7 separate regions of the Mus musculus genome follow, and regions 2, 3, 4, 5, 6 and 7 are each linked to region 1. The links are chromatin contacts, called in public promoter capture Hi-C maps. All regions are on one chromosome and are shown on one strand. The core of a region is the stretch at or near the end of the contact, and the rest is flanking DNA. Distances in the headings are between cores, read along the strand shown.

Region 1 (3,902 bases), core at 523-3,022:
AGACAGGAGTCTCCTTGGCAGCTCTGGGATTTGTGGGTTTTTTTTTTCCATTAAAAAAAAAACAATAATAGCAAAACTATGTTGTTAATGCCCGCTTTAGTACCTTTGAAGAGAGGGGCTGTTTGCTCCTTGGGTACCATGGGGAATCTAGGGTTATTGTTGCCTCCTGCTGGGGAGGTTTTGGTTTTCCCTCAGAAGTCTATTTAGAGACAGAAGACTGTCAATTTCCTTCTTTCTTTCTTTCTTTCTTTCTTTCTTTCTTTCTTTCTTTCAAGATTTATTTATTTATTTCCTGTATGTAAGTGTACTGTCACTGACACACCAGAAGAGGGCATCAGATCTCATTACAGATGGTTGTGAGCCACCATGTGGTTGCTGGGAATTGAACTCAGGACCTCTGGAAGAACAGTCAGTGCTCTTAACCACTGAGCCATAACTCCAGCCCAATACTATCAATTTCATGTTCCGGGCTTATAGTAAGAACTCTGAATCCAGGATAATTCTACAACCAAGCGACTCAGAAGGAAATACCGCCAAATGGAATTAGGCTAGTGGTTCCGCCTTTTAGGATAAAGGATATGGCACATTGTAGAGATGTCAGGGATTAAAAAAAAAAAAAAAACTAAATACTACAGGGCACCCCACATAAAATACCTTAATTATTACACATCTTACATCTGAGAGCCCTAACACCATCACCATCTGAATATTCTCATGTTTGGATATGGGCAGTCCTGCCCTACCCACCCTTAAGAAACTAAAGGGCAGACACTGAGTCTTTTTGTTTGTTTGTTTGTTTGTTTGGGGAGGGTTTCAAGGCAGGCTGTCCTGGAACTCACTCTGTAGACCAGGCTGGCCTCAAACTCAGAAATCCGCCTACTTTTGCCTCCCAAGTGCTGGGATTAAAGGCGTGCGCCACCACTGCCCAGTTTTGAGTTGGTTATTTATTTATTTAGCCATTGTGGGATTTCAGAATCATTTTTATTTGCATTTCCATGATGACTAAGGATTTTCAACATTTCTTTTAGATTTATTTGGGAATACTTCTGCTGCCTGGAGATGAGCTAACTTGAAGCCCAAGGATAGTAAGTACCATGGCTAGAAAATTCTCAAAGACTGAGGTAAGGCTGGGAGCTCCACCTTACCCCTGAGATGCTAGCTGCAGGAAAGAAGCAAGCTTTACTGGTACCTCTGCTGTGAACCCTGACCATGATGAGTCACCCGTGTGCCTACTCATATTGCCGTGCCTAACATTTCTGCTGGTTTATTTTTGTTTGTTCATGCTCTGTAGCCCAGGTTGACTCCAAACTCATTTTATGTATATGAGTACACTGTAGCTCTCAGACACACCAGAAGAGGGCAATCAGATCCCTTTACAGATGGTTGTGAGCCACCATGTGGTTGCTGGGACTTGAACTCAGGACCTCTGGAAGAGCAGTCTGTGCTCCTAACCACTGAGCCATCTCTCCAGCCCCCAGACAATGAATGAGTCTTAAGGGCTGCAGACAGGCATGAGCAAACATCGTTTTCAAACAGCTGTGTAAACGGCTTCTGGACAACTGCAGCGGGCTTCAAACGATGCCTGCGTCACGGAGTGACCCTGCATTCTGGGAAGTCACCGAGCCGACCATCCGCTCGCTCATCTTGGCGGGACTGGAGCTCCGCACAGGGACCGTCCGCTTCGCGCGCGCCTGCGCACTCCGTTCGCGGGCCGCGCGAAGAGTCTCGCGATACTTAGGCGTGCCTGCGCCTGCGCAGGCGGCGCTCACATTCCGGGGCTGTGGCGGCTTCTTCCTCCCGCGTCCGGGGCCCCGCGGTGAGGGCTCCAGGGAGTCGGGCGCTGGCGTGGCCTTCGCCGCCGCCGCCGCCGGCCCTCTGCCGTGACTGGACAGGGCCGCCCGGAGCGGGCGCGGCCGGAGTGAACGGAACGGGCGGGAGCTTTCCTGCCTATGGGCGGCCCCTGGGCGCTCTGAGGGCCGGGCTCCGAGCGGCCGAGGTAGGGCGCGGGGCGGCGGCTGGCGCGGGGCCCGGCGAGCGGGATGCGGGATGCGGCGGCGAGCGCGGGCGCCTCCTTCCTCCGGGGCGGCCTCCTTCCCCGCGGTACTTCCGCCCGGGCGCCCGCCGGCCTCGCGGCAAGCGGAAGTCACGGCGCGGGCCGCGCAGCCAGGGCTGCAGGGTGGGCGCGGGGCCGCAGTCTCGCCCTGGAGCTGCGGTCGTCCCCGCATCCCGAGAGCGCGGCGGGGAACGCCTCGGGGTCCCGTTAGGATGCTGACTTGGGGAAGCGCCGTGGGGCACGGCTAAGGAGCGCAGAGAAGACAAAGGAGACCGTTATTTATGTTGTGTAAACTTCTCGGGAGGCGGGAGCGGAGCAGCATCCTCAGTGGTTGACACGGCCTCCCACACTTGTTTAGAATTATAAAATCATATGTGATTATATACAGTAGTTAGCTAGATAGTAACAAAACACCGAGGGTTGTGGGATATTTGATCCTTGGAGGAGAACGGCGTGTGGGCCTTTGAAGCTTTGCTATATTTACAAAGCTTAAAGGTGCCTTGTGAATTTACTAAAAATAGTTTTTTTGGGAGCAATGTCTGCCACATTCAAGGTAAAAAAAAAAAAAGAAAGAAATGTGATTGTTTCATTGGAAGACGGCAGGATTAAACACCCACAGTAAAACTTAAGGGAAAGCAGGTCGCAGCAGACCTTCAAAACTACTAATTTAGTCACAGTGAAACTCCTCGCTGGCTTCCTTAAACTTACCGGTGCACCATTTTAAAAGATGCTTCTTCGTTTGTTTGATGTGTGCAAGGCATTGGGGTCCACCCCTAGTACCACAAACAAAACAAAACCAACTGTAGCCTTTGCTTTGCAACACGATTTGTTCTGTTAACTCCTAGCTTATGTTCCACCCACGTCTTAAGAGAAATTCCTCCGCCCACTTTTCTCAAATGTAACCTGCATCATTTTAGTGAACTTTGCATGGAAAGAATCCAAGAATAGCTGGGAAAAAAAGCAGTTAAGAGCGTGTACCAGGCTTGAAGAGAAGTAGGGTTTGGCTCCCTGCACTACGGTGCACTGGGAACCAAATGTAACTCCATGTGTTGCACCCCGGGGGGACTCACACTCATTTGTTCTCATGTAGACAAGCATAATTTAAAACATAAGGTAATAGCTGACCAAGCATGTTGGTTAACACCTTTACACCCATTACTTTCTTGGTGAGGCAGGAGGATTGTTATGAAGACAAACCTCAAAAATTAAAAATCCCCAAAAGCAAACCAAAGAATTATCAGCAGGTAGGTCTTAGAGTGGAAAGAGGTAGGCATTAATGCTAATGTGTTAGCCAAATGCTGAAATTTATCATGCATGTAAATATATGTGGTGGTTTTATACACAACGGACTTTATAGTGCCGAAATAGGTTGTAAGAATATTTTTTCTGGGCTGGAGAGATGGCTCAGTGGTTAAGAGCACTAGTCGGTCTTCCAGAGGTCCTGAGTTCAATTCCCAGAAATCACATTGTGGCTCACAACCATCTAAATAATGGGATCTGATGCCCTCTTTTATCATGCAGACATACATGCAAATGGAGTACGCATATGTATATAAGTAAGCTTTTTAAAAAGAATATTTTTTTCTATATCTGGAAGTCCCGTGTGTAAGAGAAAGAACTCCCACCTTACTACCTCATTTTTTGCTTTCTATGAAGCTCAGGGCTCGCTATGCCTCTGGATTCTCTGATTCAGCTTTCCCAGATAAGATTTGCAGGCATTCTTGCACATCTGTGTGTGCACATGTGTGTGCATTCGTATTGCCTAAGTCAGTGCCAGGCGTCTGCCTTGGTTGCTGCACTCCATCTTGGTTTTTGAGATAAAGTCTCCTACTGAGCTTGATCCTGGAGC
Region 2 (3,902 bases), core at 1,002-3,501, 470 kb after region 1:
GGAAATTCACTAAAGCGTTCAAGGAATTAACTCCGGTTCTGAGATAACATAATTTTCAGCTTTTTACTTTAAAACAAAGTAAGACCCACATTTTCTCAACTAGGATGGGCATTTTGTATTTATTTATTCCTATGCACAATGTTTTGGACCTGACAACTTTTATGAAAATGCCATTTATTATGACATGCATACGGGAAAGGGAACAAATTGTGCATTCTGGCTTGTTGGATTTCCACTCAATGAACACAGCCAGCACTGGGGTCAAGCTAAGTCAGTCATACCCACCAGCCATAGCAACTCCTACCCAATACCATACACAAGGAGGACTCTTTTAAAAGATCTATTCATTTTTATGTGTGTCCAAGCCTTCATACATATATATGCACCATATGGAAACAGGAACCCACAGAGGCCAGAAGAGGGTGTTGGTCTCCTGGATCTGGCGTTACAGGCAGTAGTGAATTACTATGGGGGTTGCTGGGAACCTGCAGGTCCCCTGCAGGAGCAGTAAGGGCTCTGTACCACTGAACCATTTCTCCTTGCCTTCCACCCCCTTTCTGATTAAATGTAACAAATTGGATCTGCCTCATTTTACCCTTCATGGGAACTATTTGGCGTGTGGTTTGTGCTTGGTAATTTCCAGTGAAAGCCACTTGCATTGCTTCCACCGATAGTGGGAGGAGAGGAGATGGCACAGGGCAAAGATCTTGGCTTGCTTTCCTGTGATTTCAGCTCCCCTAGTGCCCCCATCGCAGACGAGCACATGAAAAGCTCTTCACACCCATCATCCCAGCATGGAAAGACTTGGATAATAGCATCCTGGGGCCTCACTGGGCAGTCAGTCTGGCTAAAGCAGCAAGATCCAGGTTCAGTAAGAGCGAGATCCTATCTTGAAAATAAGATGGAGGATGGTGGAAGACATCAGAAGTCAGCTTCTGGCCTCTTTGTGGGCACTACTCACAAGTGTGCACCTGTACACACATGCATGCGTTATCTATACAACACACAGGGGTGATGGGGGAGGAAGGAGTGGGGGGAGACGGATAGGGGGAGGGAGACAGATAGGGGGAGGGGGAGGGGAGGGGAAGGGGGGGGAGGGAGAGGGAGAGGGAGAGGGAGAGGAGGGAGAGGGAGAGGGAGAGGGAGAGGGAGAGGGAGAGGGAGAGGGAGAGGGAGAGGGAGAGGGAGAGGGAGAGGGAGAGGGAGAGGGAGAGGGAGAGGGAGATCTGGTCAAGCTCTACTTCTGAGAAATGCTGTGTCCTACCAGGCTGTCATGGTTACACCTCTCCTACAGTCTCTCCCACCTGCCAACACCTCCAGGACTAGGAAGGACTTGGCCTGGTTCTGCCCTCCCAGGCCCCACATCACCAATGCACATTTGTACTTGAGTCTCTTGGGGGGGGGCGCAATCAAGCAAGGTGGAGAAGGGTCTGTGGGCATCTTGCCAAGGGGCACAGGTCTGAAACGGAAAGGAAGTGGGTTTGTGGTGAACAGGCGGGATCAGGTCCTCCAGAAATCTAGATCAGCCCTCCTGTTGTGTTCACGGTCAGTGCTGTGCCTTAGACCCAGAAGCAGATGCTTCCGCTCCCGCTCAGAGATCGCTACCTTATTGCATCTCTCAGCTTAGAGCATTTCCGTTTGGTGGAAAGTCAGCTTGCACAGTGGCCCAAGACAGGCCCAAGCTTTGAGCTCAGGATCAAACAACCTTAGGCCTAGGTCCTTAGCTGGGATTTGGCCTCCAGGGGCCACTCCCCCATTTCTTCTGTGCCTCTGCTGGCCTCATGACTTGCCCTCCCTCTGTGCAGTCAGCGAGAGTCATTCTTCAGATAAAGTTGGTGCGATCATAAAGTGGGCAGGGCGACATTTCTTCCTCCCCGTCCCAAGCCGCGCCTCCACTAGGCTGCAGGAATCTCTGGGAAAATTGTTCTGGAAAAAACCAGAGGCATTTTTTTTATGACTCTCTCCTCACCTAAACCTGCTACACTAGGACAGAGCACAGACCCTCAGGCTCTGACCATTATCCTCCAGTTTGGACTCTGGCTGCCCTGGCTTTGATGTTGTCTACTAAATGACCACCGGGTCACCGGGGAGCTCTGATCTCTCCAGCACCTAATAATTCAAACAACCTGAAGTCAGGAGCGAGCTAATCAGGCAACAGCCCTTGCAGCTGCAGGATGGGGCTGACAAGGAAGGGCGTCATTTTCAATCTGAGGCGCTCACCCTATAGCCTGATGACCTAGGCAGGCAGGCAGGCGACACCCTTCTCTGGCTAAGGAGGGGATGAGCTGCAGTCCTGCAAGAGGGCTGCTGGGCTGTGGCCACCGGTTGGTCGCGGGGTTTGAATCATGGTTGTCCTGGCTGGGCCATCGGGTGAGAATTAAATTTTAATTTAGAAAGTCCTGTCTCCGCAGCCCCGGTGGCCGTCGTCTGGTGATTGACTGGTTTCTTTCACCTTTGCATGCCTTGGGTTTTTACTGGCAGAGGAAATGAAGGCTGAACCCCGGGCAGGAAATTCCATGTACACAGGTGTTTCTGATTAGCCCTGTGCACCTCGGCCAGGGGCACAACCAGGGGCCAGGGATTTCTGTGTGAACCTAGAGCCCCTCTCTAGCCTGGCAGCCGTGGCTGCTTTGTATCTGGGGAAGGCAGGGCAGGACACTTAGGCTGATGCAGGGCAGAGGTGCCAACAGAGTGTCCTGCCTGACCCCAGGAGCCCCAAGACCACCTGTCATCTATACAGGATTGCACAGTCTCTGCTGCTGCAGTGGGCAGCGGGAGCCCCAGAGCCTGACCTGGGAGATTAGCATCCTGAGGTGTGTTTACACATTGTAGGCCACTCTTCATGTGGCTGACCTGCCCCCATTTTCACATCTTCCGAAGGGCTTAGAGATCCTAAAGTACCCCCTTCACTTAAAAGGACATCTTCAGAGGGGTCAGGAAGGGCAACCTTGGGCTTGGTCTGAGATGGCCATCTGCAGAGGTGGTTTCAGAGGCCGAAGTAGCAGCTTCCCCATCCCATCACGCCTCTGCCGCTGTGGGAATATTCCCCCATTAGTCCCTCGATAGCACGAACAAAGGCACTTAGGGCTCCCATTCAACCCAGATGCTATACCTTGAAAGCAGAGGAGCCCAGAGAAACGACACAGAGGCACGTTTGGTACCACGGAGTAAGTGACCACCCCCACCCCCAATCCCACCTACCTGATTTCACATCTGTAAAATGGGCATCATAAGAACGCCGTGTGCTGAATCAGCATGTGGGGTAATGAAATATTTTCTGTCGACTATCAGGTGCCTGCATGGCTAGAATAGAGCTGACAGAATCCATACCTAGTTCCCACTTGGGCATATGCACCTTGAGAGCAGCTCCAAGGGAATTACCCCAAAAGTACATTTTAAGGGTGCATTGGATTATAGCTTCAAACACAGCCCAAGATATTCCAACACTTCAAAGGCAGATGTAACAGGCATAGACCCAGAAAAAAAGCCTAGTATACAAACTTGTCTATCTCGATTATTTGGAAAACCAAATAATTGTAAATGACTGCTTAGGTACTAATTTTAAGTCACTAGTAGGTTACTGCAGCACAGCAACGGAGGTAGAGGTGAACGTGTATAAGATGCTAAAGTTCTAATCAGCCTAAGACCTGTGGTGTCAGCAGAGGACAAGACTAATGTGACGTCAGATGTGTTGGGGGAGCTTGAGAAGGCCCTTGCCCTACAGAGGACACGGAAGCAGGCCATCAGCCTGAATATGAGTGGCTTCAGACAGAGGTTCTTGGCATGAGGTACAGACTGGTGATGTGAGACTGATCCACACCATGGTCAGCCGTGTGTGTGTGTGTGTGTGTGTGTGTGTGTGTGTGTGTGTATGTGTGTGTGTATGCATGCATGTGTGCAAG
Region 3 (3,902 bases), core at 489-2,988, 440 kb after region 1:
AGACTGAACTGTACCACTCCCTAAAGCTGGCCCACGTAGTAGAAAGTAAGCCAGTAAGGAAGTTATCATATGTGAATTTCCAGACCAATCTCAGTGTGATACAGTGTGAGCTCTCCCTTCCTGGTGAAAACTATGACCTAGCTCGTAGCAAAATGAGAAAGAGGGAAAGTTTAAAATCTCGGGAGACTCCTCATCCTTAAGGGGAAAAAATCCCCACAAGTTGAAAAGGTTGATCGAGTCAGAGGTTGTGTGTAAGCCCAGTTGCTGTTGCTCAATTGGTCAATTGTGGACAAGCTGTAGTAACTCCAGTAGCGAGTATGAGGGTGTCCATTTCAGAACTAACCGCAACTTTGACTGCACACCTTAAGGTGAACCTACAGGAAATTTAGTTGGGTTTGGACTTTTGTCTTCCACTCCAGCACAGACTTTCAAAACTGGGACTCCATGCTGCAGTGTCTACAAACAAAACACTTCCTCTCTTTTAACAGTAAAACCTCAAACCACAGAGGTGTCAGCAAGAGGGAAACCGAAGAGGAGAACCCCTCTAATTGTCTATTCTTCTAAGCTGTTTTATTAGATCGTTAAAATCTTACAAAGACTTCATAATGATTGTAATTGTTGGAGACGAGATCTGCCTCAACTGCTTGTTCAAAAGTTACACCGTCAAACCTAGAAAACACTTTCCCCTGCATTTCTTCAAAGACTCTTTCAAGCAATCTTCTGCCCAGCAGTGAGATATCGGTGGTCTCTGCAGGAGTGGGCGCTGGGCTCAGCATCTTGCACACCTGTTGTCAGGTGACACCGTCAGCAGCATCCCGCGCCTCCCATCTCTACTCACCCCACCCCCAGAGACTCTCAGCTGTCCCTCTGCGCGCGGGGAGCCTCCAGTCTTCCAGAGTCACCTTAAAAATAACACCTCCCCAGCACAAAGCAAACAAAAGGCGAGCGAGAGCCGCGGGGCTTCCATAGCTCCTCTCCAGCCCGCCCCGGCCTGGGATTCCGTCCGCGAGTGGTCCCCAGGCCTCGCCTGCTCAGGCCTCGCGGCGGGTGCCCCACCAGCCGGCCTCACAACGGCCTGTGGCTCGCGCCCCACTTTATTGTGCCCGGGAGGGCACGCGCGGGCCGGCGGCGCACGAGCAAGTAAACTCTGAGCACAGCAGCTCCGGGCCCGGGCGGAACGGCTGGTCACGGCCTCCGGGCCTCGGTGCCCTCGGGCCCACGCCATCCCTGGCTCTCCCTCCCGGGCAGAGGGGGAGACCCGATCAGCCCCTTGCCCACAAAGCGCCCCGGCGGGGGTAGGGGTGCGTCTCCGAGCGAAGTTGGTTTCCGGGTTTGCTTTCCGAACAAAACCATCCGGACCCGCACGCTGCCCCGGGCAGGGCCTTGGCGGACTCCGGGCGGCCCGAGGTCCGAGGGTAACCGCCGGAGCTTCCCGGGCGCCAGGCAGTGCCCCGCGCGCGGCAGCAGTCGGGCGCGCGGGGCCCAGACGGGGCGGACCGGCAGCCTGCGGCTCCGAGGCCCGCGCGGCACTTACCGGGCGGCTGCACGGTGAGGGGCCCGAGGCCGGTCGGCCGCTTGCGCCGGTCCGCTCCGCACTCCTGCCTGGCCGCCCACGCCTCCTCGCTTCCCGCCCGCGCGTCCCGCGCTCGCGCCCTCCGCCCGGCTCCGCTGGAACCAGTGAACTGGAACCACTCGCGGCGGCCCCGGGATTCCCACAATGCACAGCGCGCCGCTCGTCACATCCCTTCCCGGCCTCGCGCGTCCGGCCACCCCTCCCCGCGCCACTCGGCGCCCCGGCCTTGACCCCGGCCTGCCTCGGGCCGCGGACGCCAACGACGCCAGCCTCGGTTGTACCCAGGCCTTGGTGCTCTGCGCCGCCCCCCCCCCCCGCCCCCAGGCATCGGTCTGCGCGCGGGAGCTGCAGGGGTCCGGCCTCAGAAAGGTGCCTGTAGGTAGCGCGGCTCTGCAAGCGTCTGCTGTGAGCACCTACTGTGTGTCTGGTGTCCCCTTGTCCCCAGTAGCCTCGTCCACAAAGAGGGAGGGTAGAACAATTGCTGTGACCAGGGATCTTCTTCTGCCCGGTCAGCACCAACTCCGCGCCTCAATCCAGCCTCCTGACTTTTTAAATACAAGGCAGCTGTGTGCCCCAAGATCAGCTACCGTAGCTCAACTCCCTTGATCAGTGGGATTCTACAGAGCTGGCCTCAAAGTCTGGTCTTGCTTTGCTCGTGGAATCGGTTAGCTACCTCCACCAAGCAAACGTTTGTTGACTACTGGCTCCAAGTGGAGACTTACTGATTTAAACAGTTGATACTTTTATTACATATTAAGGTGGTGGGGTGGGTGTCAGCCAGAGAAAGGGCAGCAACATCTATCCACAAAACTAAAGACTCTCCTTCAGGCCCAGGCTACACTAGAATATTAGCAGGTTTTTGGTTTGTGACCCTTTAACAGCTGGGCCATCTCTCCAACCCTAGCGCATTTTATAGACACAAAAAGCATTGTCTAAAGCCCCTGGCCCATGCATTCATTATTTCAAGTAAATATCTGGGACATTCTGCACACCATGCATAAACTTGAGTGTAGTTGTGAAATGGTGAACAGAACTGGCAACTCCCACCCCACCCCACTCCACCCTACCCCCATCCCGCTTTCCTGGAGCTTACAGTCTGGTGGGAAAAGAAAGGCAAGAGACAAAGGAATCACACATTACAGAGTATAAATTCTCAGAGGAAACAAGGTAGGAAAAAAAAATCCTAGGAAAGGTAAGCAGGGGTGTATTTGGTAGTCTTGAGGCTGAAGAGATGGATGGCTCCGTGTATAACAGCACTTCGTGCTCTTGCAGAGGGCCAGGATTCTGTTCCCAGGATTCATTTGTGTGGTCCTGATAACTCCACTGGGGGGGGGGGGGGGGCTCCAGTGCACTCTTCTGACATCCATGAATATCAGGCACCACGGGGTGCACATACACACAAGTAGGCAAAACACTCAAACACACAGAATAAAGTAAGTCCATCTAACCTTTTAAAAAGAGCGAGTTTCAGTAAGAAAGAAACATTTCTGGAAAGGCCTGAGGGAGTAGAGGGAGCAAGCAAGCCATGGAACGGGTACTGAGGAGGAGTACTCCAAACATGAAACTCCAAAACTATTATGGGCTGGAGTATGAAAATGAAGTCCAGAAAATGGAGGGGAAATGGCTGGACTTCTTGTCACTGTAGCAAATTAAAGGAACAATTTAAAAGAGAAATGTTTTTATTTTTGACTAAGTTTCAGGTTTTAACCCATAGTCCATGGCTCTAATGACTAGGCCATATTGGAGAGCAGAGCATCAAAATGGCAGAGTGACAGAGGCTACTCACCTCATGGCAAACAGGAAGCTAAGGGAGGGAGTCAGGACAATATATACTCCAGTGATGGACCCTCTGTAACCTAACTCCTCCCACTAGGGCTCGCATCCTAAAGTTTCCAAGATGTCCTCAAGTAGTGTAACCAGCTAAAGACCATGTCTTCAGTGAACTTGAGGTAAAGGTGGGCATTTCATTTTCGAGCCATGATATCTGCTCGTGGGTCCTAAAGGCTCAGGATCATCTCAAGAGTTTCAGTGGTCTTGGTTATTTTCAACGTTGTTCAAACTTTCAAGTCTAAAACCTTGAGACTCCAGGCAAACTCTTTCAACTGTGAGCCCCTAGAGCTTCCTGATGCTGTGACCCTTTAATATGGTTCCTCATGTTGTGGTGACCCCCCCCCCATTCCCAACCATAACATGAGTCTCATTGCTACTTCACAACTGCAAGTTTTCTACTGCTATGAGTCATAGTGCAAATATCTGACACTCAGGATGGCTGATAGGTGAACCCTGGGAAAGGGTCATTTGACTCCCAAGGGAGTCATGACCCTCAGGT
Region 4 (3,902 bases), core at 1,016-3,515, 360 kb before region 1:
GCCTACGTGAGAACCAGGTCACTTGGAGGTGAAGGCAGGCATGTATGTGACAGTGCAAATATGTGCTGAATAGCAATGGCACTGACTGCCCTGGCCCTTGAATAGAACCTAACAGAGCCGTGTATGATAAACGCTGATAAACAGGTCAGGCATTGATTGATTCTGCCCCTCATCTGCTCTCAGAGGTGTGTGTGTGTGTGTGTGTGTGTGTGTGTGTGTGTGTGTGTGTGTGTGTGCGCGCATGTGCGCGCACATGCGTGCGCACTCTCTCTCTCTCTCTCTCTCTCTCTGTCTGACTCTCATTGTTTCCTTCCATCACATGGGCCCAGAAAGCAGGAAACATCCTCTTCTGTTGCCAAGGCAGCTTCTAACACGCCCACATGGTTGGCACAGCCTAGGCCTTGTTGTCTGCATATCCACTCCTGTCCACCAGGGGGCCTGCAATTCCACCCGAGCAGCAGCAAGGCCAAGTCCAACCAGCTAGTTAATTCACTGTCCTTTGCCTCCAGACCTCCCCTGACTCAACACCACCAGCAGAACCCAAACCAGAAAGCCCTGAGGAGTAAGTCAGGAGGAGAGGCTAGGTACCAGCCCTCTGCGGTCTGCCGAATCGCAGGGCTTAGCACAGTATTTTCACCAGCCGTATACTCCCTGCTGAACCCAACAGGAAACAGACTCATCCAAGGTCTCACAGCTAGGACTTAAGTAATACTACCCACAACAAAAGGAACATTTACAAGGCCTCAGAACAGCCCTGCTGTCTGCTTCTCTTCCATTAGATGGATTCGGGAACAAAACGGGATTGTCTCAAGTCCCACAGAATGGAGGCAGCCCTGCAGCCAGGCCATCCACACCACAAGACCACACTGTCTCCCAAGCAGAGAGACAAGAGACAGCTCCTCACCTGGATATGCACCCTGGCCCGGCGCAGGAGGCTTAGTGTAGTGTATCGGGTACAGTCAACTCCCAGGGGCATCTGCTGCCTCAGTTGCTCTAAGCACCGCTTCAGCTGGGCTCTCCTGCAAGGGAAGGAGTCTGGAGGGCAGTACCAGCCCCACCTCCCTAGCCAGAGGGATGGCAAGGGAGGAAAGGTCTGAGAAAGATGGTCCTTGAGACCGGGAACTGTTGAGAGCCAGGTTGGGACTCACCTGCGCTTCTCCAGCTCGTTGTGCACAGACCTGTGAATGCCAAGGGGATCAAGTGAGGGTACTGTGCAAATCCTCAACCCCAGGCTGTTGTGCAGCTCAGACCTCACTACAGATAGCTGCGCCAAGGAAGCCTTTCGTGAGGGCCTGGGTTCCTTTAGGACACCACACCCCAGGTAGTGACTAAAGGAATCAGACACACACACCAAAAAATACAGGACACTTGCCCAGGTACTTGCGGGGTCTCGCCCCTGACAGCCAGGCAAGACAGGCTCCCTGGACAGATGTGACACTTGATCAAAAAATAAGCCTGTCAGAGAAATCAGTAGAGGGGAAACTATTTTAAAGAAACAGAATATGCAAAAGAACAGAAAAGCAGAAGCCTGTAGTAGAGACAATTCAGGAGTGTGAATGACCTGTGTGATGTGATGTGATGTGTGTGTGTGTGTGTGTGTGTGTGTGTAGAAAAGGCGGATGGAGCAGGGTACCTGGGCCGTGTGTGTGTGTGTGTGTGTGTGTGTGTGTGTGTGTGTGTGTGTAGAAAAGGCGGATGGAGCAGGGTACCTGGGCCAGAAGAACAAACAAGGAAGTGAGAAGAGAGTTAGATGGGACAGCTAAGGACCAGCATCCCTCCCTACACTGCCCCATCCCTGCTCACCGCCCACTGTTCAGCGCGCCAGGAGCTTGCAGGGGTGGCTTCCTCCTCCTGCAGACGGTCCCGGGGCTGTGGTGTGGACACAGGGACGCATAACCGTGCTCTGCCTCTGCCAGAGAGAGAACACAGCAACACAGCCCGTCAGCTGGAGCCCCTGGCACGGCGAAGTCAAGGAAAGGCTTTTGGCGCCAGGACCCTTTCCCCAGTCACTCCCTGCCCGGCTGCCTGCGAACTCCAATAGATGTGCGGGCGGCAGCGCGCCAGCAGCCCTCCAGCCTTGCTCCCTCCAGGTTGGGAGCCAAATTCAGCCCGCGCGCGGGGTCTGTCCTCACCTCTCTCGCGCCTCTCCAGGAACTCCGCTGCCTGCAGCAGGACCTGGATGTTGCTAGCCACGGGTTCCATGTCGGCGACAGCCGACGACCAGCGGGCTAGGGATGCTAGCCCTGTCAGCCGCCTTACCACTTTTGTTTCAATGTAACTGACACGGTGCCACAAGCACAGGGCCCGCCCCGCCCCCGGTCGCCCCGCCCTGGCCCCTCCCCGCCCCGCCCATGGGAACCCCGTCCGCCCCGCCCTGCCCAGCCCAGCCCGCCTCTTCCCGCCCAGGCTGAACTGGGCTGCTGCTCTGCGCTTTAGGGAAGAACCCTCCGCCGGGTCAGGCAGCCCGGACACCGGGCGCTGCAAGCTGCCCCACTCCTGCGACAGGCAATCGCGCCGGTCCTAGCAGGCGCCGGCCTGGGCTACACGTGCGCGCGGGACGCGGCCACATCCTCCGGGCGGGCCGCGAGCCTCGGAGACTGGGTTGGTTGATGCGCGGCCCCGCCTTCTCCCGCCGCGGGGGCCCCGACTCGGGCGGGAAAAGCTGCCGGTTTCAAATTTGAAAACCCGGACGAGGAGGGCGGGGGCGAGCTACGAGAGACGGCGATGCGCACGCGCCTGTGTTGGGGGCGCGGACGCAGGACACGGTACGGGCCGCCCCGTATCTGCCCTTCATTGGTCTTCGAATGGGAATCCCTCCTAGCTCTCCCGTCCTTCGCAGGGAGGTTAATGGCGTCGTGAAAACGTCGGCTGTTGATAGCTTCCCAAGCCAGGGCATGAAACACACTGTCTCACCCTGAGTTCTGGAGCTCCTCAGCGGCCACTGCTAGGTGTGACGACAACTCGCGTACTGTGAGACAGCGTTGCGGTGGTTACAACTAATGCCAGCAAGCAAACATACGTCTCTCATTAGGGCCATTGCAACCAGACAGCCCCTGGGGGGCGGGGTGGCATCTAGAACAAGGCTCTGCTAGCCATCCGGTGGAGGCTCCTGGATAGCCACTAGGGGTAGCCATACCTATGAGTCAGGAATGATGGGGCATTCTGAGAGTCAAGTGGACCAGAGAGGGGGCACTATGAACAGATGGCCTTAGGAAAACACAGTCACGTGCCAATCAGGCCCCTTCGGAAGAGGCTGTCTTCCCAAGGGAAATCGCCTTTTTTTTTTTTTTTTTTTTTTTAAATCCAAGAGTTGCGGCTACTGTGTAACAGTTTGTAGACTGAAAGGCCTGGTGGCTATGGAGAGAGACACCGGAAGGTCTGCCCAGCTCCGGTCAGCAGTCAGGCTCTTGTGCGTTCCCCTTGGAAGAGAAGGAGGAGCGAATTGACACAGGATCTCATGTGCAACAATCTAGCTTCAAACTTGCTATGTAACCCAAGATGGCGACCTCCTGATACTCCTTCCAGTTCCCAAATGTCGGGGTTTCACGCAAGCACCGTGCAGGCACAGACATCATACATCTGCTACCCAGGAGACTGACCTCAGAACAGGACGGAGACAAAAGGTTCTCCAAGGAAAGTTCCAGCAGAGGGAGGAGGCCACATCATCTCAGAATCATCCTAGGAGGTATAGGTAACAGCCTGGCTGAAGGGTGTTGTTAGAAGTCAACCTGGCCTCAGACCTCCCATGAATATGTAGATAGGGCCAGAGCAGGCAGGAGTAACCCTTCCTAGGGGGAAAGGCAAGGTGTGGCGATGAAGCTCTGGCAAGTATCAGGTCCAACAGATACTCCAGTGACCTAAAAGAGCCTCTGTCCCTAGATCACCTGGGTCCTGTGATGTCT
Region 5 (3,902 bases), core at 850-3,349, 330 kb before region 1:
TTGCACCACAGAATAAAATAAAAAGGGAAGAACAAAAAAAGTATCTGAAAAGCCTAGCCAGAATGATGTGACAGACTGCGACTTGGGGACATGAGGTTTAATCGAGCACTTGGTGTGCGTGGCATTTGAACGCAGACGTAACAGATGAGAAGTAACCAAGGAGCAGTCACGAAGAACCAGGAGGCACTGTCCCAGACAGAGTGAGCAAGACCAAAGCCCCTGAGGGAAGAAGGCAACCAGGCAGACAGGCTGGAACAAACTGACAGAATGACTGGAGATGTCAGTCATGGAGGGACACGCTGTGCTGAGAGAATGTAGTTTTCCATTCATGAGAGAGCTCAGGCTCTAAGGGACAGAGCCAAAGCTGAAGGAAGAGGGTAACCACAGACGCCCCTAGCAGCACTGTGGAGGCAGGAGGCAGGGAGAGAGGAGGTGCTGCGGGGACGAGCCAAGTGAGGCAACACAAGGACAGTGTAGTCTCCCAGAACTAATGGCAAAATCAACCAGAAGGGCCAAGAGAATACAGTGATGGAGAAAACTAGGCCACTGCTGACAGTAGAGGGAGAAGGGAGGGTTAGACCAAGCAGGCTAGAGAGAAGCAGGTTTCTTTTCAAGCCATGGCCTATCCCTAAATCACTTCTTTTCTCCCCTTGGACAACCTACACTCCTTGGTGTAGACATTGCACAACACTGTTACCACACCAAGGCAATAACATCTCTGGCTCCCTGCTCTCTAAAGGCAAAGGCCACAGCCAGTAAGTTCAGTGTAGATATAGCTAACAAGACTCTCAACCTAGCACAGAGAAAGGTAACTAGGACTGTTAAATATCTTGAAGGGGGGTTCTCCCATTGCTAACCAGGAGGCATCGGGTGTATCAAGGGAATTGATAAGAGTGGAGATCAGAAAGATCAGTTGAAATACTGTTTATTCTATTCGGTGGCTATATACTACCTCAGCATAAAGTCACGAAATCTATTCATTCCAAACACCTTGTTTGAGAACTAAATCTGGTAAGGTTTGGCAAGGTCAGTACCCTACACACAGTAAAATAGGCCGTAAGGATAAAGTTTCGCCCTTCCCTCGATTAAGTGGGTTCGATTTAGTCTGACAACTCCACTCATTTCTTGTTCTATGACTTCAGGGATGTTCAACTCTGCACCTTGGCTTCTTGCTTCGTAAGCCATCAAAAAAGCAGACATCATTACTTACCTTGTGTGATTTCTGAAGAAAGAGGTGAAAGTGTTTTAAGAGTCACGCACACTTTCTGACATACAGTAACTATACAAGTCGCTCTGAACGATCTGTGCGACCAGGACAGAAAAATCGGCAGGACAAGAAAAAAAAGGAGCACGTGTATCTACTAAGCTTGGTTGCTGACGAGGCAGGGACTACTGTGTCAGTGAACGGTCATGTTCAGCCTCTTGGGAGAGCCTCACCTGGTGGTTCCAGATCGAGCCCTCTTTGCTGCGCTCGTCCGGGGTCAGGCGCACGTACTGGCTCGTCAGCATCGTGCTGCCTTGGAAGTCCCAGAGCGGCATGGAACTGGAACCGACCCCTGTGGGCAGAGACGGACGTGGACAGGTGCTCAGAGGGCCGCGCCAGAAATCTACTGCGCTGCGCTGCTCTGCTCGACAGAACGGGCCATGCCCTCCTCCATCCCACTTCGGCCCGCGTCCTCACCCTCAGCTACAGGCCTCCCTCACCTTGGTAGGGCTTGATGAGCGAGTGCTCCCGCTTGAGGTGTTCGCTGTTGCCGTCGGTGATATCCGCAGCCACCGGCCCCAGCAACAGAAGCAAATGTAGAAATGTCGTGGGGCTCGGGCCGGGGCCAGGAAGCCCAGGCCTCCCTGGGCACCGCTGACCCCAGCCCCAGCCCCAGCGCCAAAGCCAGGCCTCGGCCGCCATTCTCCTTGTTCTCTCGGCCACTTCCGCCCTAAGACTTCCGCCTTCCGGGTGTCTTTTCTAATGGTCTCCGGCCGGAAGCCCTCCAAACTAGGATCACAGGAGAGTTAAGAAGGAAAGCCTCGCCGCCAGCGGGATGGCAGCCTTATTGGCTGGCCAGCCTCCTATCCCAGTAGAGCGCGGCTCCATAACTTTGGAGGTTCCTGGTCGCCTGACAGCCGGCCACGGCCGAGGGTTCTCATGAGCGACAAGGGGATCCAACCAATCATGGAGCAGCACGTTAGGCTTGCAGGCCAACGAAATGCAGAGGTCTCTCCTGGGACGGGGGAAAGCGAGCAGCGTCGTCGAAGCGGAGCATGCTGGAACTTGTAGTTTCGCGGTCTGCTTGTGCAAGCCGAGCACCCTGCTCAGTCCTAAGCTTCTGAAAAGATGGTGACTTTGAAGTGACCTTTCCAGTACAGTGGGAAAGCCTCACTGGAGTGACTCGGTGGGTGGGGCAAATCCTTTAGGCCACCTCAAGCTAGTACCACGCCTCTGGAGACTTAAAAGAGGCCAGTTATTTGAGGACCTCCTCTACCCCGCAATGACTCCAGCAGTCAGATAGAAGCAGGAGGAGCAGATCAGATTCTGACCTGGAACCTCAGGGAACGCCGGAAGACATCTGACTCCAAAAAGTATCAGTTCTTGTTGACACACCAAGTGTGTGTGGAAGGACCCAGGACAACTGGCTCCGGATAGTTGAACACTGTGGTCTCTAGCCCAGATACCATTCTATTGTACCTATTAATCTACTTAGGAAAAAGTTTAGTTGCCAGTACTATTTTTATTTTTTTTTAAAAAAAAAAAAGGAGCTTAAATTTACCTTAGAAATCCTGATTTCAGGGGCTGCAGAGATGGCCCAAGGATTAGGCGTACTTACTGCACCAGGCTGGCCTTGAACTCACAAAGATCTACTCGCCTCTCCTTTCTAAGCACTGGAATTAAAGACATGTGCTATTTATGCATGCCTTCCAATATACTTTAAATCATCTCTAGATTACATGTAACACTTAACAAATTGTATGTAATAGTGATGTTGATAGGAAACCCCAAAAAAGTTTGTGTTCAGTAAAAAGTGTGCTGGCTAGTTTTGTTTTGGTTTTGATTTTGGTTTTTTGAGACAGGGTTTCTCTGTATAGCCCTGTCTATCCTGGAACTCACTCGACAGACCAGGCTGGCCTCAAACTCAGAAATCTGCCTGCCTCTGCCTCCCAAGTGTTGGGATTAAAGGTGTGCACTATCACCGCCCAGCAGAAGTGTGCTGGCTAGTTTTATGTCAACGTTTCACAAGCTAGAAAGGAAGGAACATTTGAGTTGAGAAAATGCCTCCATAAGATCTGGCTATAGGGCTGGAGAGATGGCTCAATGGTTAAGCGCACTAACTGCTCTTCCAGAGATCCTGAGTTCAATTCCCAGCAACCACATGGTGGCTCACAACCATCTGTAATGAGATCTGATGCCCTCTTCTGGTGTGTCTAAAGACAGTGTTAGTGTCCTCATATAAATTAAATAAATAAATCTTTAAAAAAAGATCTGGCTATAGGACATTTCCTTAATTAGTGATTGATGCTGCAGTAAGGTCCACTCCATGGTGGGTTGTGCAATCTCTGGGCTGGTAGTCCTGGGTTCTATTAAAAAACAAGCTGAGCAAACCAGTAAACAGCACCCTTCAACAGTCTCTGTATCAGCTCCTGCCTCCTCCAAGTTCCTGTCCTGTTTGAGTTCCTGTCCTGACTTTCTTTAGTGATGAACAGCCAGTGATGTAGAACTGTAACCCAAATAAACCCAATCCTCTCAAAGTTGTTTTTGGTTACAGCAATAGTAACCCTATTTAAGACAAGAAACAGGGCTGGTGAGATGGCTCGGTGGTTAAGAGCACTGACTGCTCTTCTGAAGGTTCTGAGTTCAAATCCCAGCAACCACATGGTGGCTCACAACCATCCGTAACAAGATCTGACAC
Region 6 (3,902 bases), core at 561-3,060, 290 kb after region 1:
AACGCCAGCAATCTTTTGTTGAGGTGAATAATTTGCAGTAAACAGCAGCTAATCTGTTTTTTTTTGCGACTTAGTTGATTGCAGGTACTAAAAGAGCTTTGTCTCTGAAAACAGGGTGCTGTTGACTGGCTGGAAGTCTTCCCTGGAAGCAGGTTCAGCGGCTTGTATCTTGCTTTCCCTTCCAGCTTCAGCAATGAGGTAATGGCCATGTGATGGTGCCCACAAGTACCCCATCACTGCCCTCCGTGTGCTCTCGCTCTGCTCTAGCACGGTAACTGCCTCATCTTTCTCTGTATCCTCGCCTCTCTGGGTTACAGGGCACCCCCAGTGGCTGCGTATTGATACTGTTGTGACTGATGAGGTAGGGTCTAATAGAGAGAGGCTCCCCACATTTCTTTCAGGCATTGTTGCTGGCTTAGTGTGGGAGCCAAAGCATCAGTTCCTCGTGGATAGGGCTGGCTCTAGATCGAGGGCTTTGAAAAGGGCATCACGGCTTAGCTCCAGAGATTCTCCAAGGACTAAATTGACCAGTTGACAAATGGCTGGCTCTGCAGTGTAAGAGTTTATTTAAAGCTTGGTGTCTGTTTCTAAGGCATATCCACACCTGGTTCACCGAACTTCTCTTGGCCTCCGTCTCCCTACTGTGCGTTGTTGGCAAATGGTGCTGTTATCTCTCTGCTACCACAACTATGGCAAACACCACAAGGAAACTCCAAGAACAGGGCTCTCAGCAGATAACCTGGCCAGCCAGTCGGTGTTCCTCAGTGCAGACTTGCTTCCTGGGGGCTGATTACTCAGAAATCATCTGGGATGGAACAGGTGGAAGGACCAGGTCCCAGGGCGCTGGACCTGGCTCAGAGTTGGGGGATAGGTAGACACAATGCTGGATGCGCTTCAGGCAGGTTGTTGTTTAGATGGAGTCTCACATTTGGGACAATGGTCCAACCAGAGCCCAAATGGAGCGTTCCTGTTTGTTCCTCTCTGTGCATTCCAAAGTTGGTGGGTGCCTTTAAGAGAAGGCTTTGCCTTCCCAAGTAAGTTTTCCAGTTCCCATGGATCCTTGGTCATCCTGAAGTTGATAGGTCCTGTTTAGGCCTGGGTGCTGGCTTCTCAGGTTTTGAGGTCAGAGGTGCCCTGGGAGAGGGCTGGGTACAGGGAGTTCTTGGGTGTGCAGAAGGAAGGCAGGGAGTGTAGCTGTCTCCCCAGGAGTCTCAGGAAGCTTAGAGTGACCTATAAGAGTCCTTATCATGAGGGGTGTGTCTGAGCGCCACTGTGATTGTGGTGGAGCAGCGGATGTAGATCACCTACCTAAGTGAAGTCTGGGGGCTGGGCTTGAGGACAGGGTTTGCTTGCTCGAATGGTCAGAGGTCCGAGGCTGTCGGTGACGATCCCTTTTGTGTGTGTCTCTGTCTTCCCCTCCTCTTTTTTCTTTACATTTTGCTTAGACAATTTAATAAAGACATTGTATAGCCAAACAGTCCAGACCACAAATGTAAGCAAATCCAAACCCAGGCCCCTTCCCCAAGCTTTCTCTAAGAGGTCAGGTGTCCCTGATTGTGAATTCTGGGCATCTCAAACAGGCTCTTTCCTCTGCCCTGGTTACACCATTTAACAAATTCATTTGGGACAGGCACAGAGGTGAAGATGGAGAAGAGAAATAACTGCCTTTTCTTCTTAAGTGTCCCCCGGACACCATTCCGGCTTGGAGGATTCTCACTAATCTTATCCCTGTCAGAAAAGGAACGATAAAGCAGCTCGGGCTTTAGAAGCAAATCCCCTTCCTGGGCTCGCTCGCTGGGTTTCTGCGATCCCCACTACTGAAGCAGCTTGCCGCCAGCCAGGCTTCCTCTCTGAGAGAGAGGGCTAGGACATGAGGATTTCGCAATACAATTCCTGCACTTTTCATATTTAAATTTGCTTCACTTTTTGGTTTGACTTCCCACTGACCCTTGAAGAACTGGAGTATTTTAAGGAGAGAGAGGGACAGATCTCATTATAGGAAATGAGAAAAATGGGGCAGAGTTTGAAAATGTTTAATGACTGAAACACGATGTTCCAAGTCGCTATTGTATCAGGGTTGAAGTCACTGTTTGGTTACAAGTCTGTTAGGTCTAAGCGGGGTTGATGACATCTGTTTAATTTTAGATGTCTGGAATACATTCTGAAAGTAATGAAACCCAAATGTATGACCAAATTAGAGAACAATTTTATCTGCGACAGAGAAAGTTTTAAAATCAGAGCAAACATTACAACTGAACAAAACTTTAAAAGACCCATCAAGGCTTTGGTCATCTTGCCTTGACTTTTTCCCAGTGGGTCTCCACGGTTGGGAGAACGTTCCTTGTGTTTTTTTTTTTGTCTGTGCACCTCAGACATTATTATGTAATTTGATACTCATTTTCTTGAACTTTCTCTGGATGCATGCTCCGTACTGTATGGTCCTCTCAGAAGAGACCATATTTATGTAAGTGAAGACCCTCTGCCAGGCAGCTGGAGTGGTAAGCCAAAGACTCCTCCCACAATGCTCAAGGCCTCTTGTCCACCCTCACATACCGGGCTGACCTGTACCAGGCTGTCAGAGCCGCCTCATCCCTGTTTTCTCTGAGTCCTGTCCATGTGAGGAGGAGCTTGGGCATACAGGGATACTGGGTCAGGTAAGGTGGGGTTCTCCTCTCCCCACCCCCCACCTTCCCCCCACCCCCAGGTTCTGTTATGGTAAACTCTTCCTGCTGTTGGGCAGAGAATGCAAGGAACTCTTCCTCATGGTCCTTACATAGCCAACATGTAGGATGATGGAGGTCTCCTTTACTGCTCCCATTCTGGGAAGCCCCACAAGAGTGGGGTCAACAGATCGGCAGTCTCATGTCCTCTCCCTACTGCCAGAGTGGCCCCAGGGTCTAACATCCTTCTCTGTCCATGGTGAGACCTGTGTGTGGAGACAGGAAGCAGATGACAAAGGAGGTTTTATAGATGCTTTAGAAGTTCTCCTGCCAGGCCAGGTGAGTCTGTCCCTAATAGATGCCTCTGTCTTCCAGTTATTTGTGTGAGTATATGCCTCGTCCACTCTGGTATTGATTCATGTCCTCTTCTGGAAACTCCTTCTCTGCTGAGTTCCTCCAGCCCCAACTTCTGCTTCATCAGGCTTCAATGCCCTCGGTGTTTATACCCTGGGCCATTAGGTCCATTGGTTACTAGCCATTCATTGGTTACTAGCCATACACTTTGCCTGAAGCTTTGTGTTTGCTTATGGGGTGAAAGAAAGTATATCAGTCGCTCGCCCTAGAGTAATGGTCAAGGTGACACTGGTTTGTAGGGGATGAACTGTCTATCTGGGGTAGATCTTAGGCCTGGAGAGGCCTCTGTTCTGGGCTCTGCAGAAAAGATGGGGGAGCTGTTAGATGCTGTTGGTAGACTGGCAGATGGATAATGTTGATCTGCCCAAACCCTGAGTTTGGGGTCTGTGTGTTTTGTGTGGCAGCTTCTGAGTCAGATCTTCCCACATCTGGGCTTATAGTTACTCCCCATGGTTGAGAGGTATCAATGGCTGTGTGCTACATACATCAGAAGGGATGGACTCATTATTGAACTATTTCACAGGTATATTCTCTCCCAAGGGATTCTACTGTACCTACAGGACAGTAAGCTGAGGTCAGAAAGGAAAAGGAATAGTTGCCAAGGAACTGTGTGTCGGCAGGGCACTGGGATGGAGTTAGGTGCTCACATAAGGTTGCAGAGGGAGACTGGACTAGCAGTCAGAACATCTGGCCCCTGCCTGGGATGCTCCACATGAATGTCAGCGAGTCAGAACTTAAATGGGCCTCAGTTTGATGTCTGTAAAAGCTAAATGTCCAAACCACAGACAATAGCACGGGTTTGAAAACCATTAGAATAGCCTGGACAAG
Region 7 (3,902 bases), core at 519-3,018, 290 kb before region 1:
TCGCTTTCGTAGCACTGTGCAGTGCCTTGGGTTCCATCTTCAGCATCAAAAAGCCAATTCCGGTTTTACTTCCCATCCTTTCCCCTTCCTTTTGAGCATTCTTTGGCCTAAATTATTGCTTTAGGTAGAGCTGGAATCTGACCAAGCTGGGTCTGTTCTGCACTCCTCGCCACTGCACAGAGAGCCCTCGGAGAGTCACTATGCCCAGACCGTGAAGGACTGATCAGTTAACCTTGCTTAACTTGAAGCAGGAATGTGCAGAGGGGCCTGTCTTCTGTGGTAGAGAACAGTTAGATAAATGTTACCCTGAAGACACTGAGTGGATCTGCAGTTCCAGGGACCCTGAGTCATCAGAGGACAGCTGAGGAGTCTTGAAGCTCTGTTGGCAGAGAACCTCAAGGTGACCCCAGAGCCTGGTCTCTCAACCCTATCCCTGGCCCATCACCCCTGCTCTTGTTGTGGTTTCCTCTTCTGCTTCCTCAGACATCCCAACCTCAGCCCAGCCTGCTTTGCTCCCCCTGAGTTAAAGGAATTCATCCTCTTCCTTCTCTTGAGACACCCTGCCCTGCTGTAGAACACTCTAGTGTGGTGGTTCTCAACCTATGGGTTGTCTGAGGGTTCCCATTTCACAGGGGTCACCTAGGCCCATCAGAAAACACAGGCACTCCCATTAGGATTCACAACCATAGTAAAATTATAGTTATGAAGGAGCCATGAAAATAATTTTATGGTTGGAGTCACGACGATGGGAGGAAATATATTAAAGGCTTGCAGCGTTAGGAAGGCTTGGAACCATTGCTCTAGGGTACCTGCATTTGTCATGACACTTGGTTGCCATTTCTACTCGCTTAGAGATGACATCATTTGCAGCCGTCTCCTGGCCAGACTTTGAACATCCTGAGGGGCAGTGGCTGTGTGTGGTTTTACTTAGGACTGTACCCCAGCATCTAACTCAGAACTTAGGATCTACTATGCACTCATGAATCACTTGTTGGGTTTGGGGATGTGGCTCCCGTGAACTCTTTCCCACAGGACTTACTGCATATCATGCACTTCCAGATCCCAACTGTTCCTCTTCCTCCTTCCCAATGCCTCTGGGAAGCTTCCTGTCCCCTGTTTCTCCTGAGCCCACCTTAGTTCAGCCAGGCCACCTCTTCCCCGGGTCTCTCCTCCGCATCTCAGCTGCTGCCCCTGCTTCCAGACACTCCTTCTGACAGATCCCATAGCAACACTTTAAGAAGGATGCTAAACCACAGAGCCATCTCTTCTTGGTCTGGGCAGTGACTCTGTGATCTCTTAATCTCACATCGTGATCCATTGTTCAGCCCTGCAGACCCTCCACGGTTCAAAGATGCAGCCTCACTGGGATTCTCCCCTGGGCTCCCCCTTCTGTTGAAGTGTACCCCTTAAGACATACACAGCCTCACAGACATCCAGATGCATGGCAAGGTCACCAGATGTCTGGGTCACTCTCTGGGGAGTCCTGTCCATTCATAAGCCAAGAATGGACAGGAGACACAAAATTGCTTTTGAGTCCCTAAGAACAAGGTACCAGAGGGGTGTCGGAGTCTCTGTCCATGACCAGGATGAGCCTGTACCCTGTGGGTTGTGATTTGTGCTGGTGTAGTGAGAGAGGACAGTCTGACCATAGGCTCCCCCTGCAGAGGTGAAGATTAGCAATTAACTGGAAGGAATCTTGGGGGTAAAGTTAATTTAATGGGGAAAAGAGGGAAGGCAGCTAAAGTTCTTCTAGTTCATTAAGGACTTTGCCCTTGACCCGAGGGTATAAAGAAGAGGGTCTTAGTTCCTCTTTAGACTTCCCCAAGCAGCCGGGCTGGAGCTGAGCCACAGTCAAGGTGAGCCCAGGGCCCCTGTGTCCCAACCCTACCCCTATCCCTTCACCCTAGCTCTTTCTGGGTTTCCTCTTCCTGCTACACATGACATCCCAACACCAGCCCAGCCTGCTTTGCTCCCCCTGAGCTAAAATAATCCCTGCTCTTCCTTCTCTCGAGAGCACCTGTCCTGTCCTGTCCTGCCCTGTCCTGCCCTGCCCTGCCCTGCCCTACCCTGCCCTGCCCTGCCCTGCTGTGAACACTCTAGGCATAGTGGTACCTGAATTCGTCACAATACCTGGTTGCTATCTCTATTCACTGAGACATTATACATTTGCAGCTGTCTCCCCACTAGACTTTGAGAGCAGTGGCTGTATGTGTCTTTAATTGCTACTGTACTTGAGTGTCTAACTCAGAACTCAGCAAACACTACGCATTCAGGAAATACTTCCTGGGACTGGGGATGGGCCTCAACACTGGAGTGCCTGCCTCCTATGATGAGGCCCTAAGTTCCATTTCCAGCAAAACAAATCAGCTACAAAACCCTACTGGGTGGATGAATGGCTGCTTAGGTCTGTGACAAGCACCTGGGTGTCCATCTCTAGATGTGTCTGAGGATGAAAAGAATCACAGACCCTAAGTTGGATATCATCTATGTGGGTATGAGTGTATGAATGTCCCAGACACAGCAACTGTCAGATTTGTCCCAACCTTTTGATATGCAGGACTCATTGTGGGTGCCCAACATGATGTCCTACAGCGAGAGATTGGGGGGACCGGCTGTCTCCCCACTTCCAGTCCGTGGGAGACACATGGTGCATGGGGCAACCTTTGCTTATGTGCCCAGCCCACAAGGTAAATATTACTCCTATACCCTGAGACCTGCTTGCCCACAGTTGGCTACCTGCTGTCCCTCTACCTGTTTCTTCTGGGTTGCTGAGGCCTCTGGGAAGTCCTAATCAGTCTCCCTCCTCAGTCCTGCACAGGATTCCTGGAACATCCACCTATGCCATCTCCAGTCTGAGCCCGGTCACCCTCACAGAGCACAGCTGTCCCTGTGGGGAAGTCCTGGAATGTCATGACCCACTACCTACCAAGCTGGCTCAGGAAGAGGAGCAAAAGCCAGGTAGGCCAAGTTGGGGAGCAGTGGGATTATGGGCGGTCACTTGCTCTAGTGTTCTGTCCACTGTCTTCATGTTTGCCCCACCTCCAGAGCCCAGGCTGTCCCAGAAGCTTGCCCAGGTTGGCACGAAGCTCCTGAAGGTGCCTCTGATGCTGGCTTTCCTTTACCTCTTTGTCTGCTCCCTGGATGTGCTCAGCTCCGCCTTCCAGTTGGCTGGAGGTAGGGCCCAGGTGGAGAAGGGCAGGGAAAGGGTTCAGAAGGGTCTCAGTTGACACTGGCTTCTGTTCTGCAGGGAAGGTGGCTGGGGACATCTTCAAGGACAATGCCATCCTATCCAACCCAGTGGCAGGGCTGGTGGTGGGGATCCTGGTGACAGTTCTGGTGCAGAGTTCCAGTACCTCTACATCCATCATTGTCAGCATGGTCTCCTCCGGCTGTGAGTCGGCCCAGCATGGCCGGGGATAGAGCCCAAGGGCCTGGTCCTTCACGATCGGGGCAGGCATGTGGAATTGCTGAGGAGGCTGAGGGGAAGGGTGGGACTTCAGCATCTCTTGCACTGTCCCCTGAAACAAGGCCAAGAGCTGAGTCAGAAAGGAGCTCCGGGAGCTGGGGAGTGTGGCAGAGGGGGAACCACAGCTCCTGGAAGGCCACCTCCCTTCAGCCACACCATTGCTCAGGAAAGCCAGAGAAAGCCAGCCAGTAAAAACCACCCCACGCATGCAATCTATTGCAAAGAATTGACTTACAGGGCTGCAGGGATGCTCTTAGTGGTCAAGAACACAGGCTGCTCTTCCAGAGGACCCAGCTTCAATTCCCAGTACTCTCATGGCAGCTCACAACTGCCTGTAACTTCAGTTTCACCTTGAGTTTCAGGATCTCCAACACCTTCACTCAAACATACATGCAGGCAAAACACCAGTGCACATGAAATAAAAATAGATACATCA

What was found. Promoter capture Hi-C pulls out the DNA fragments that hold promoters and counts their contacts.
Region 2: a promoter capture Hi-C map of pre-B cells shows a contact between it and region 1, with 2.1 times the contacts expected there. The contact joins the enhancer-like site here to the promoter of B230219D22Rik in region 1. A contact is called at or near these places in 8 of 39 promoter capture datasets (the 3T3-L1 cell line, cranial neural crest, hippocampal neurons and 5 more) and 2 of 115 datasets of contacts at active chromatin or transcription factors (embryonic stem cells and memory CD8 T cells).
Region 3: a promoter capture Hi-C map of hippocampal neurons shows a contact between it and region 1, with 2.0 times the contacts expected there. The contact joins the promoter of Macroh2a1 here to the promoter of B230219D22Rik in region 1. A contact is called at or near these places in 10 of 39 promoter capture datasets (the 3T3-L1 cell line, 3T3-L1-derived adipocytes, the C10 cell line and 7 more), 4 of 115 datasets of contacts at active chromatin or transcription factors (the 230-238 cell line, embryonic stem cells, extraembryonic endoderm stem cells and 1 more) and 2 of 9 other capture datasets (adipose tissue and pancreatic islet).
Region 4: a contact with region 1 is called in a promoter capture Hi-C map of pre-B cells, with 6 times the contacts expected there. The contact joins the promoter of Mxd3 here to the promoter of B230219D22Rik in region 1. A contact is called at or near these places in 10 of 39 promoter capture datasets (HPC-7-derived erythroid cells, cranial neural crest, embryonic stem cells and 5 more), 5 of 115 datasets of contacts at active chromatin or transcription factors (bone marrow-derived macrophages, embryonic stem cells, large pre-B cells and 1 more) and 3 of 9 other capture datasets (adipose tissue, liver and macrophages).
Region 5: a promoter capture Hi-C map of pre-B cells shows a contact between it and region 1, with 2.4 times the contacts expected there. The contact joins the promoter of Lman2 here to the promoter of B230219D22Rik in region 1. A contact is called at or near these places in 8 of 39 promoter capture datasets (the C10 cell line, the HPC-7 cell line, hematopoietic stem and progenitor cells and 3 more), 1 of 484 Hi-C or Micro-C datasets (pre-B cells), 2 of 115 datasets of contacts at active chromatin or transcription factors (the 230-238 cell line and the SCID.adh cell line) and 2 of 9 other capture datasets (adipose tissue and liver).
Region 6: a contact with region 1 is called in a promoter capture Hi-C map of cranial neural crest. The contact joins the enhancer-like site here to the promoter of B230219D22Rik in region 1. A contact is called at or near these places in 3 of 39 promoter capture datasets (cranial neural crest, maxillary cranial neural crest and second pharyngeal arch cranial neural crest), 1 of 484 Hi-C or Micro-C datasets (nephron progenitors) and 4 of 115 datasets of contacts at active chromatin or transcription factors (epiblast stem cells, extraembryonic endoderm stem cells, large pre-B cells and 1 more).
Region 7: a promoter capture Hi-C map of hematopoietic stem and progenitor cells shows a contact between it and region 1, with 2.3 times the contacts expected there. The contact joins the promoter of Slc34a1 here to the promoter of B230219D22Rik in region 1. A contact is called at or near these places in 2 of 39 promoter capture datasets (the C10 cell line and hematopoietic stem and progenitor cells) and 1 of 9 other capture datasets (adipose tissue).

What each region holds. Positions count from the first base shown.
Region 1 is chr13:55,691,352-55,695,253 of GRCm38.p6, forward strand. It overlaps B230219D22Rik (RIKEN cDNA B230219D22 gene), which reads left to right and starts at 1,773. Exons shown (of 2, transcript NM_181278.2): 1 at 1,773-1,996.
Region 2 is chr13:56,157,705-56,161,606 of GRCm38.p6, forward strand. No RefSeq gene overlaps it. Among named protein-coding and RNA genes, the nearest start is that of Gm31657, 6.9 kb to the right of the region's middle. Within about 2 kb of position 2,252, at least 103 of the 459 cell types and tissues checked have an H3K27ac peak or open chromatin away from gene starts, as enhancers often do. A contact at or near this core is called in memory CD8 T cells and pre-B cells, where this site is marked.
Region 3 is chr13:56,133,812-56,137,713 of GRCm38.p6, forward strand. Macroh2a1 (macroH2A.1 histone) reads right to left here and starts at 1,739. Exons shown (of 9, transcript NM_001159513.1): 1 at 1,535-1,739.
Region 4 is chr13:55,327,466-55,331,367 of GRCm38.p6, forward strand. Mxd3 (Max dimerization protein 3) reads right to left here and starts at 2,266. Exons shown (of 6, transcript NM_016662.5): 1 at 2,133-2,266; 2 at 1,804-1,909; 3 at 1,149-1,178; 4 at 905-1,019. The coding sequence starts at 2,202.
Region 5 is chr13:55,360,684-55,364,585 of GRCm38.p6, forward strand. Lman2 (lectin, mannose-binding 2) reads right to left here and starts at 2,100. Exons shown (of 8, transcript NM_025828.3): 1 at 1,705-2,100; 2 at 1,438-1,556. The coding sequence starts at 1,906.
Region 6 is chr13:55,983,746-55,987,647 of GRCm38.p6, forward strand. No RefSeq gene overlaps it. Among named protein-coding and RNA genes, the nearest start is that of Gm31542, 76 kb to the left of the region's middle. Within about 2 kb of position 1,811, at least 11 of the 459 cell types and tissues checked have an H3K27ac peak or open chromatin away from gene starts, as enhancers often do.
Region 7 is chr13:55,397,880-55,401,781 of GRCm38.p6, forward strand. It overlaps Slc34a1 (solute carrier family 34 (sodium phosphate), member 1), which reads left to right and starts at 1,769. Exons shown (of 13, transcript NM_011392.2): 1 at 1,769-1,856; 2 at 2,558-2,687; 3 at 2,809-2,958; 4 at 3,046-3,174; 5 at 3,248-3,391. The coding sequence starts at 2,579.